Regions from separate parts of the Sus scrofa genome. Here region 2 is linked to region 1. The links are chromatin contacts, called in public HiChIP or PLAC-seq maps. All regions are on one chromosome and are shown on one strand. The core of a region is the stretch at or near the end of the contact, and the rest is flanking DNA. Distances in the headings are between cores, read along the strand shown.

Region 1 (4,387 bases), core at 689-3,188:
ATATGTTCAACCATTAATCAGTTTTAAATTCATTTTTACCAATTTTACAAATGAAGAAAGTAAGGTAGAAATGATAAATGTTAGGATAAAAGGTAGCATAAATCAACCCAAAGTAATGAAATATTTTATTAAATCTTCCTTTTATTATACATAAACACATAAAATGTTTCATTTAAAACATTTTCACTATAAACTTACAAAGCACTGAATCTTTATGAAAAATTTCTTCAATGTCTAAAATGACAATTTTTTTCTATGATAAATGCGATGTATAATTTTAAGTATCAAAAAGGTTTAGAGAAGAGCCTTGGCTCCGTTATACGGGCTTTGCTAGAAGAGATTGCAGTTGCCAAGACGGAGGAATCTCTACTCTTGGGTCCACTTATTGACGCCAGCTGTCGTAGCTGGGGCCTCAGGAAGAAACGACTACTAGCAGAGTGCAATCCATTTCCTACGAAGTCTAATATATAAAAGAATTTTACCAAGGAATGTTACTACCCAATTTTCCCCCTATTATTATTTGAAACGCAGACTTTTGGAAAGTGATTTCTCCGTCTCTATTTGTCATTTTGTTTTTGCTCATTAATTCCATCAATTGCGGGGGGGACCCCCCCATAGTGTTTATTCTCATTGAATTGGAGGAAGGAGATCTAAACAATTCACACCATCTCTTAAGGGGTTTTCTAAAAAAGACCCACAACGTAGGAATCCAGCTCCTTTCGGTGGAAACCGCAGGCGAAGGCGAGACCACCTCGGAGAGCGGTTCCCCACAGACGCGCCCGCGCCCTCGCTCTCGGGGAAGCAGTGTAGAAACACCCCTCAGGGAGCTGGAGGACCGGACCACTGGTGCCCCGGGGTAGAGGCCTCCTCGCCAGGTCCCGGGGCCCCGACCGCGGCAGCCGGGCCTGCAGGGCGCGAGCGGGGTCAGGTCGAGGACGCGGGCGGGGCCGAAGGGCCGGCCAGGGGCGCGCCCACGTGACCGCCCCGCCTGCGCCGCAGCCCCCCGAGCCGTCGCCGCCGCCTCTCGGGCCGCACTCCCGGCGTGCCCCGCACTCGCCGCCTCCCGCCCCTCCTTCTGCTCGCATCGCCACACAGCCGGAGCCGAGCCGCCGCCGCCGCCGCCGCCGCAGTCTCAGCCGCGGGCACTATGGTAAGGCGGGAGCGCCGGCCGGGGACCCCGGCGGCCAAGGGGGCCGGGGCACGGCGAGCATAAACCCCCGCGCGGCCCCGCCGGGCCTCGGGCCTGAGGCCGCCATTTTAACCTGATTTTGGCCTCCAAGGTGGGCGCTGCGGCCCCGCTGCTCTCTTCCAGCCGGCCTGCCCTCCCGCCGTCAGGCCCTGCCCGGCCGCTCTCCGGATTCCTGGGGGCAGGGAGAGCCCGGGCGCGGGGCGGGGGGCGCGGGGCGGGGGCTGGAGCCTGGGCCGGGGGGCGGCGGCCGGGGGCGCCGGAGGGTCCACTGAGCTTCCTCCCCACCCTCCCCGCCTCCTCTCGCCGCCTTTGCCTTCCGCTACCTAATTTTACCCCGCACGCGAGCTCTCAAATTGGTACGTGCTGTAAAGCCCTTTCTGGAGGCTTTCGGTGAGGGTCTTGATGGCCTGTCATAAAACCCTTAGGGGGAGATTAAGGAGGTGGGAAAACTCTTAAAAATGCTTTCTCGCTGTAAAAAGCTTTTTACACGCGATCCGATCCGTTAGTTGTGAAGTGTCTGCCTTTGAGCTGTGAGGCAATTATGTTGTAGCCGTGGGCGGCTTGGAGTTCACACTCGATTCTCTTTCCATATGAGGAAACGGCACTGGCTAGGATGACTTTAAAGAAAAAAATAGTAGAAGCATTAACTGAAATCCAAAAGTGTTTTTTTAAGGCCTGCTGGGTTGACACAATACAGAAGGTATTTTTGCTGCTGTTCCTGAAGCTCTGACATCACCCAGTGAAATAGGAAACATTTCAGGGATGGGACAGCCTGTATTTGTCCCTTTCCCTCTACCTTCCAGTTACTTCACCTCCAAACCCCTTTTTAAAAGAAGGATGAATGGGGCAGGATGAGTTAGAATCCTTAGGTGCATCAAGGACTGGTACTTAAAATGTGGCAAATTTGATTGGACTACTTGCATGGTATGATGCAATTTTCGATGTCCAGACTAAAGTGAATCCTCCCTGGGCAAACAGTAATTTCGGTTAAAACCAAAATGTGTGCACTGAATTGCTTTTCTTTCTTTATTTTCAGGCTTCTGGAGTTACAGTGAATGATGAAGTCATCAAAGTTTTTAATGACATGAAAGTAAGGAAATCTTCTACACAAGAAGAGATCAAAAAAAGAAAGAAAGCAGTTCTCTTCTGTTTAAGTGATGACAAAAGACAAATAATTGTAGAGGAAGCAAAGCAGATCTTGGTGGGTGACATTGGTGATACTGTAGAGGACCCCTACACATCTTTTGTGAAGTTGCTACCTCTGAATGATTGCCGATATGCTTTGTACGATGCCACATACGAAACAAAAGAGTCTAAGAAAGAAGACCTAGTATTTATATTCTGGTGTGTAAAAACAAAAGAAAAAAGTACTTTTAAAATGCAAGGATTGTTATTAACAGAGTCAGTTTTGCCTTTGTTTTTCTCTTAAGTGGGAGTCAACAGTTTTTTTCTTTCTTCCCTATAGGGCTCCTGAAAGTGCACCTTTAAAAAGCAAGATGATTTATGCTAGCTCTAAAGATGCCATTAAAAAGAAATTTACAGGTACAGACATTGAATATTTTGTACAGAGGAACTGCTCTTTCTTAGTAATGATAAAGTAATGGGGTAATGTGTTTTCTTTTTAGGTATTAAACATGAGTGGCAAGTAAATGGCTTGGACGATATAAAGGACCGTTCAACACTTGGAGAGAAATTGGGAGGCAACGTAGTCGTTTCACTTGAAGGAAAACCCTTATAAAATGACAGTCAAGTGCCATCCGGATCTTAAGGAGCTTCCATTTCTCCAGCTCAGTCGATTGGAATAGTATTAGGTGTTTTTTGTTTTTTTTTTTTCTTTCTTCTTTTTCCCACTGGGTCCTTCCAACACAGTGAATGAAGGAAATACCATTCATGTAAGCAGCCTATCAGTGATTGCCATTAGACTGTTTAATACTGTTACTTTTATGTAGAACCCAAGGAATGCCTTCCCCTCATATTTTAGCCAAAACAACTGATTACATGCCTCCCTTGCAGCAAGCACTACAATGAATGTGATTGTCAATGTGAATAGTTTAGAATACTGCAAAGGGTTAAGCTAATTGAATGCCTTGAAAGCATTATCCACTGGTAAGATGGTAAACTTTATTCAGTATTATTTATAGTTGCACTTGATCGCAGTTCTGTGAGGCTCGAGCATTCATACACCTCACCTGCCTTGGCAAGCCTATTTTTTGTGACTTGGCAGCACGGATATAACACTATGCATTGAAAGCACTTTTTTTGTAATGAGTTTAATCTCCCACCTCAAAAGGAATGCCAATTAAGTTGTGCTAACTGTGTCATCAGCTTATCCTAGTACCTCAGTGTTCATTCCTGTTACCTGCGAATCTTCCTAAAAGAAATAGCAATTATTAATGCCTTTTTGTTTTCCATTGAGTATACACTACTGAATAAGTGTAGGAGTTTTATGTTTACCATGTAAGTATGTAAGTCTTGCAACACTAAAGATATTTTGAATATCAGTCATGATGGCAATTTCTGTATAAAAGAGCCTTAAATGGAACATTGTTTTTGAGATCAACTCCCCACCCTCACAAAAATGGCCACGTTGCAATAAAAATTGTGGCATATTACAGAATGTTGCCTTGTTTTCCTTGGACATTTTGCAAAATACCATGTGAAGCAACTCCTAGGATAAACAGCTATTATTAATCTCTGCACTGGTCATTTAAGAATTTTTTTGTACAATATTCATGCATGATATTTTCCAGTTTGTTGGGCATATTTGGTTTAAAAAAATATTCTATCCTAAATCCAATTAATATAAATTATTATTATTATAGAAGGGTACTTTTACAAGCTTTAGTTATTTATTTCCTTATGTGTTAATATGATCAGGAATTATTTTTTTGCACTTTGACATAAATACTCTTTAATATCTGATTTGTTCTCTGGATAAGTTAGGGTAGTTATTTTTTAATTCACGTTTACATTTCTAAGTTGAGTAGTAGAAGAAGCAGGGAGCTCTTACTGCGTATTTAGTCATAAAATAATTTGTAAAATGTTGTCCTTCAAAAGGTTAACAATACTTCTCATGTTTAGGAATTTTCATTTCAGCTACTATTTCTTAATATATTTCATAAATTGGGGGAAAAATGATATAGCTGTCTTAAACATTAGTAGTGGGGTTTGGCTGTGATCCAGACAGCTCTCCTTATA
Region 2 (4,387 bases), core at 905-3,404, 140 kb after region 1:
GTTTTAGGACATCTTCCTCTATGAGCAGGCCATAACTGTAAACCACCCAAGTATATTTGAACTTGGGAGTGAAAACACACAACACAGCTCCACCCGGCGCCTGATCACTGCCAGTTACCTCGAATTTATCCAGATTAGATTAACTGCCGAACTACCTAGATTTGATTAACCCCAGTTAACAGTGAACTTCACCTGTACACCTTAGATCATAACACTTCTAAGAATTCAAACTCTCAGTCCAAGTACTCCATTATCCAGACTAAAGAAATAACACAAACACGCAAAAACAAAAACACGTAATTTTCCTTATATTAAAAACGAAGAAAAAAACCAGGGGAGAGCGCGAACGCAGTCCCCCACTACCACAAATTATGCAGTCGAGTTTCCCACATGTGGGGAAATCGCAGGGGTCAGCACATCCGCGGTGCAATGGATGAGCCTCGCCCTGGGAAAACCACCTACTGGATCATGGTATCTCCCCTGCCAGGTAAGTATGCCCCACCACCCACCCCTCGCCCCACACCCTCGCCCTCGCCCCGCTCTCAACACACGCTCACTGCCCGCCCGCCGCCTCCGCGCCCTCCCCCCCAGCCAGGCCCCTCGCCCCGCCTCGCCCGCCCGCACCGCAACCTCGCAGAGCCCCCTCGGGGGTCCACACGCAAACGCAGAGGCGCAGGCGCAGCGGGACCAGCAGCCTCTGCGCGCGCGCTCATCTACATACGCCACGCCCCAGCCCCGACCTCCCGGGCGCCCTGCTCTCTTCCCCGCTGGGGGCAAGGGACCTACTGAGAGTCACTCTGAGACGCGCGGGTGTCTCTGGGCCGGGGGCCGTGGGCGCGCGGCCAAGAGTGGGAACCTGAAGGGGGGCCCCGGGAAGACGCGAGCTCGCGGCCTCGCACCCCCAGTTGGTTGATCCCGCGGGTCTGGGCCCGGGTCGCCCCTCACCTTCCTTTCGGCGAAAAGAACATGTCAGCCCGTTTTGCCCTCGCCTGTTCAAACTCATCTTCTAGTCCTGCAAAACTCGGGAAAGGTCTGCCTGCCGGTGGACCTGAAGCGCTCAGGAGCCGCCTTAGTAAGGAAGCGTGGTGCTGGTTCTCCAGGAGGTCGTACGGAGTAAAAGGGACACAGAGGGCTTCAGAGTAGCCTAACCGGGTGACACTGGCAGGAACACCCGGGGTGGGGGTGGGGGTAGGGGTGGCGCTGGGGCCTCCCGGAGTGCGGTGCTCGGGGCGAGCGCCCTTGCCCCCTCCTGCCGCCGCAGAGCGCGCACAGGGCGGCCCCACCCGTGCCCTCTGGTCCTTTCCGATTTGGAAGGTGGTGAAAACAAATTTTGCTCGGTAAGTGCTGCTGGTAGGAGAAAGACTTGCGGTCCGTTCGGAATTGGGAAGAGGGGATTGGGGCATTTTAAGGGGGGATGGGGAGGTAGGGGAGGTAGGGGCGGGGGGCGCCGAGCAGAGTCGGAAGTGAAAAACTACAAAGCTTTGGTCGGGATAAAGGTACTTAGCGAAGTTAGGGTGGAGCCTCCCCCAGAGACTCAGAGACAGAGGCCCTAGCCCTCGGGACGACATTTCCAAGCAATGGCTCCCAGTCCTGGAGGGACACTTTGGGACTGTAAGAGAAACCACATTCACAACTGTTAAGCCCTTTTACCCGAATGCTCTTTTTAAAATAAATAAATAAATAAATAAATAAAAGTGTCAGGGGTTGGACTTTCTCGGGCAGGCATATTATTAATGGGGCTGGAGGTCAAGCCCGGGGACAAGACCTTATTATGCTGCTAGAAGCCCAACTAGAGTCTGGTGTGCAAGTGTCTCAGTGAGTGCAGGAAACGGTTTGCATGGGTTGTCACCCGCTGGGACCTGTACAGTTCTCACCTTAAGGAACTCTGTGTTTTGCGATCAAACAAGAAAACTGCACCTCCCCCTGGGCGAGTCCTGGCTCCTGGCCTGGTCTTTTATATCCTGATCTCCTCTTTGCTGACCTTGGGCATTTGCCTATCCAACTACTTTACTGCAACCCCCGTGGCTCTCACAGCTGAGGAATTTTGGAACAAAAGGCCTGTGGGTGCTCATGTCTTAGAGAAGAGGCTGTTGGAAGGTGGGAGCAACTGGGCAATGGACACGATCGGCCAATGACCTAGAGTGTTAGCTGTTGAGAGGTGTGAAAGAAGAAAAAGAAGAAGAAGAAAAAGCAATGAGGCGGGAAAGGGATGGGGGTTGCCATAAGGGGCAGGCTGCTGTGTTACCCTGGGTGGTCAGAGGAGGCTCCCTGGAGAAGGGGCCAATGGGAGCAGATTGAAGGAGGTGAGGGAGTTGGTCCTGGGGCTCTTGGGGAAGAGCAGCCCGGCCACAAAAATCAGCCAGAGCAAAGTCCAGTTCGGCGTGCGTGCGTGCGTGCGTGTGTGTGTGTGTGGAGAAGAGCAAGAAGGCCTCCGCCCCGCGGCCCCCCCCCCCCCGCAAGAAAAGAAAATCACTCTGGCTGTCAGGGTAGCAGGGCGAAAGCGGGGTGGGCGTGGGGGGAGATCAACAGGAGACTTCGTAACGCGGGCAAGATGATGGTGGCTTTGAAAGGTGGCAGAAAGTGCCCCACCAGACCCCGCCATGTTGGCCCAAGGTTGCTCTTGAACTAAAGGCACTTGAAAAGCACCAGGCTGGCAGCCGGGGAGGAGGTGCCGCTCCCGGTGGGTTCCCCTGTGCTCTGCCAGGCCTCCGCCTCCCCGCGCGCGCAATGGCTTCGCCAACGCCCCTCCCCTGCCGGTCTTAGCGGCTTTGCGGCCGCGGACCCGTGGTCCCCCCGCCTGTAGCCAGGGGCGGGGGAGGGGACAGGCGGCCACAGGTGGGCGCCGGGGACCCGGCATCTTTCTTTGAAAATCGCTGCGCGGATGGCGGCCACCGCCACGGCCCGGCCGCGCCCGCACAGGACGCCGTGGCTCGGAGCTCGCCGCTCTCTTCAAAGCGGCTTCCAAACAGCCCAGGGCGTGTCCCACCTCGGGCGTCCCGGCGTCGCGGGTCGGGCTTCGCAAGAAAAAGGAAGAGCTCGGATTTGGCGGCGCGCACCCTTCGATAGCTCAGCTGGTAGAGCGGAGGACTGTAGACGGGATCCGTGCGGACATCCTTAGGTCGCTGGTTCGATTCCGGCTCGAAGGAGGTGCCTGTCGCTTTTGCGCCCTGCGCCGCGCGCAGCCTCCCCTCTTGCTGGCCGGAGGCCCGAGGTGTCTGGGGACACCTGCCCAGCCACGCGTGGGCCGTGGGGCCGTGGCGGGCAACACCCCCGCCCGCAGCCGGGCCGCTCCCGCCTCAGCGCGCGGCCCCTCCGGCCCCACCACGGCCCTCGCCCTCTCCTCTTTCAGTCCCTCACCGCCTGCCGCTCCGCTCCTCACGCGCACGTCCCTGCAGCCAAACGGCTGGGCGCGCAGCAGCTGCCCCCCGCCAGCCCCGGAGGCCCAGGAGCACACAGGCCGTCGCGTGGGCCAGGGACAACCATGGCACCCTCCCTGGAAACTCCCTCTCAGTCTCGGGCCCTGTCCCCAGCTCTGCCCCCGAAAGGATGGTCACTGTCGCTGTCTCTCCCGGCTACAGCCTTCCACTCTCCCAAGCTCTCGCTCCGTGGGGCAGAACTGCCACCCTGAGATTTTCCAAGCCCCTGCCAGGTGTGCACCTGCGTCCGGGCTGACATTGGCCGAAGCAAAAAACGCCGCAGGGTTCTCAGTGAGCCTTGACTTCAGCGGTGGTGCGTTCAGGTTTCCTCTTAGTCTGAGGGCAGGGATGTGGTCCCGGGGAAACCTCAGCTTTCAGATGCCTTCGCATCTGTTCTGGGAGCAGCTGGAGAGCTCGCGTTCCTTCAGAAAGAGCAGCGATTGCTCACGCTCTGTATGTACGAGGGTGCTAAAACGCTCGCACCCATTCTTCTGCCATATTGGATGTATCTGTACCTCCTTCTCCCTCTCCGCCCCGGCCCCGGCCCCGGCCCCTGCCCCATGTGAGTGTACATATGCATATGGTGCCCCTCCGGGGACCCCCAGAACCCAGACCTAGTTCAGGCAGCAGCCTCCTCTGCCCAAGGAGTCAGGGCAGGGGGGCAAAGGAGGGGAGCCAAGGCTGCATAGCTATTGGCCTTGTTGAGCCCTGGATGTGGTCTCCCCTCTGACATCCCTTTTCCATCTCTCCTCAAAGCCTCGCTGCCACATAAAGTTACCGTGGTATTGGTCTCACTATATTGATGAAGCTAATCACTAAGTCCAGATTCCAGGATAAGGGTAGACTCCACCATCTGAATGGGCAGAGTAGTTGAGATATAAAAGTTCTTTTTAGTGTCTTAAAAATTTGTTTTGGAGTAACTGCTGTATCACAGTGGGTTAAGGATACAGAATTTCTGCAGCTGTGGCTGG

What was found. HiChIP or PLAC-seq counts read pairs in DNA pulled down with a chosen protein or histone mark.
Region 2: a contact with region 1 is called in an H3K27ac HiChIP or PLAC-seq map of alveolar macrophages. The contact joins the promoter of LOC110261576 here to the promoter of CFL2 in region 1. A contact is called at or near these places in 2 of 2 datasets of contacts at active chromatin or transcription factors (alveolar macrophages and skeletal muscle).

Annotation. Positions count from the first base shown.
Region 1 is chr7:65,089,189-65,093,575 of Sscrofa11.1, forward strand. It overlaps CFL2 (cofilin 2), which reads left to right and starts at 1,939. Exons shown (of 4, transcript NM_001025215.1): 1 at 1,939-2,113; 2 at 2,226-2,533; 3 at 2,655-2,731; 4 at 2,815-4,263. The coding sequence starts at 2,111. The coding sequence ends at 2,927.
Region 2 is chr7:65,229,515-65,233,901 of Sscrofa11.1, forward strand. It overlaps LOC110261576, which reads right to left and starts at 2,155. Exons shown (of 2, transcript XM_021099175.1): 1 at 946-2,155. The coding sequence starts at 1,568. It overlaps TRNAY-GUA (a tRNA gene), which reads left to right and starts at 3,057; the gene lies at 3,057-3,146.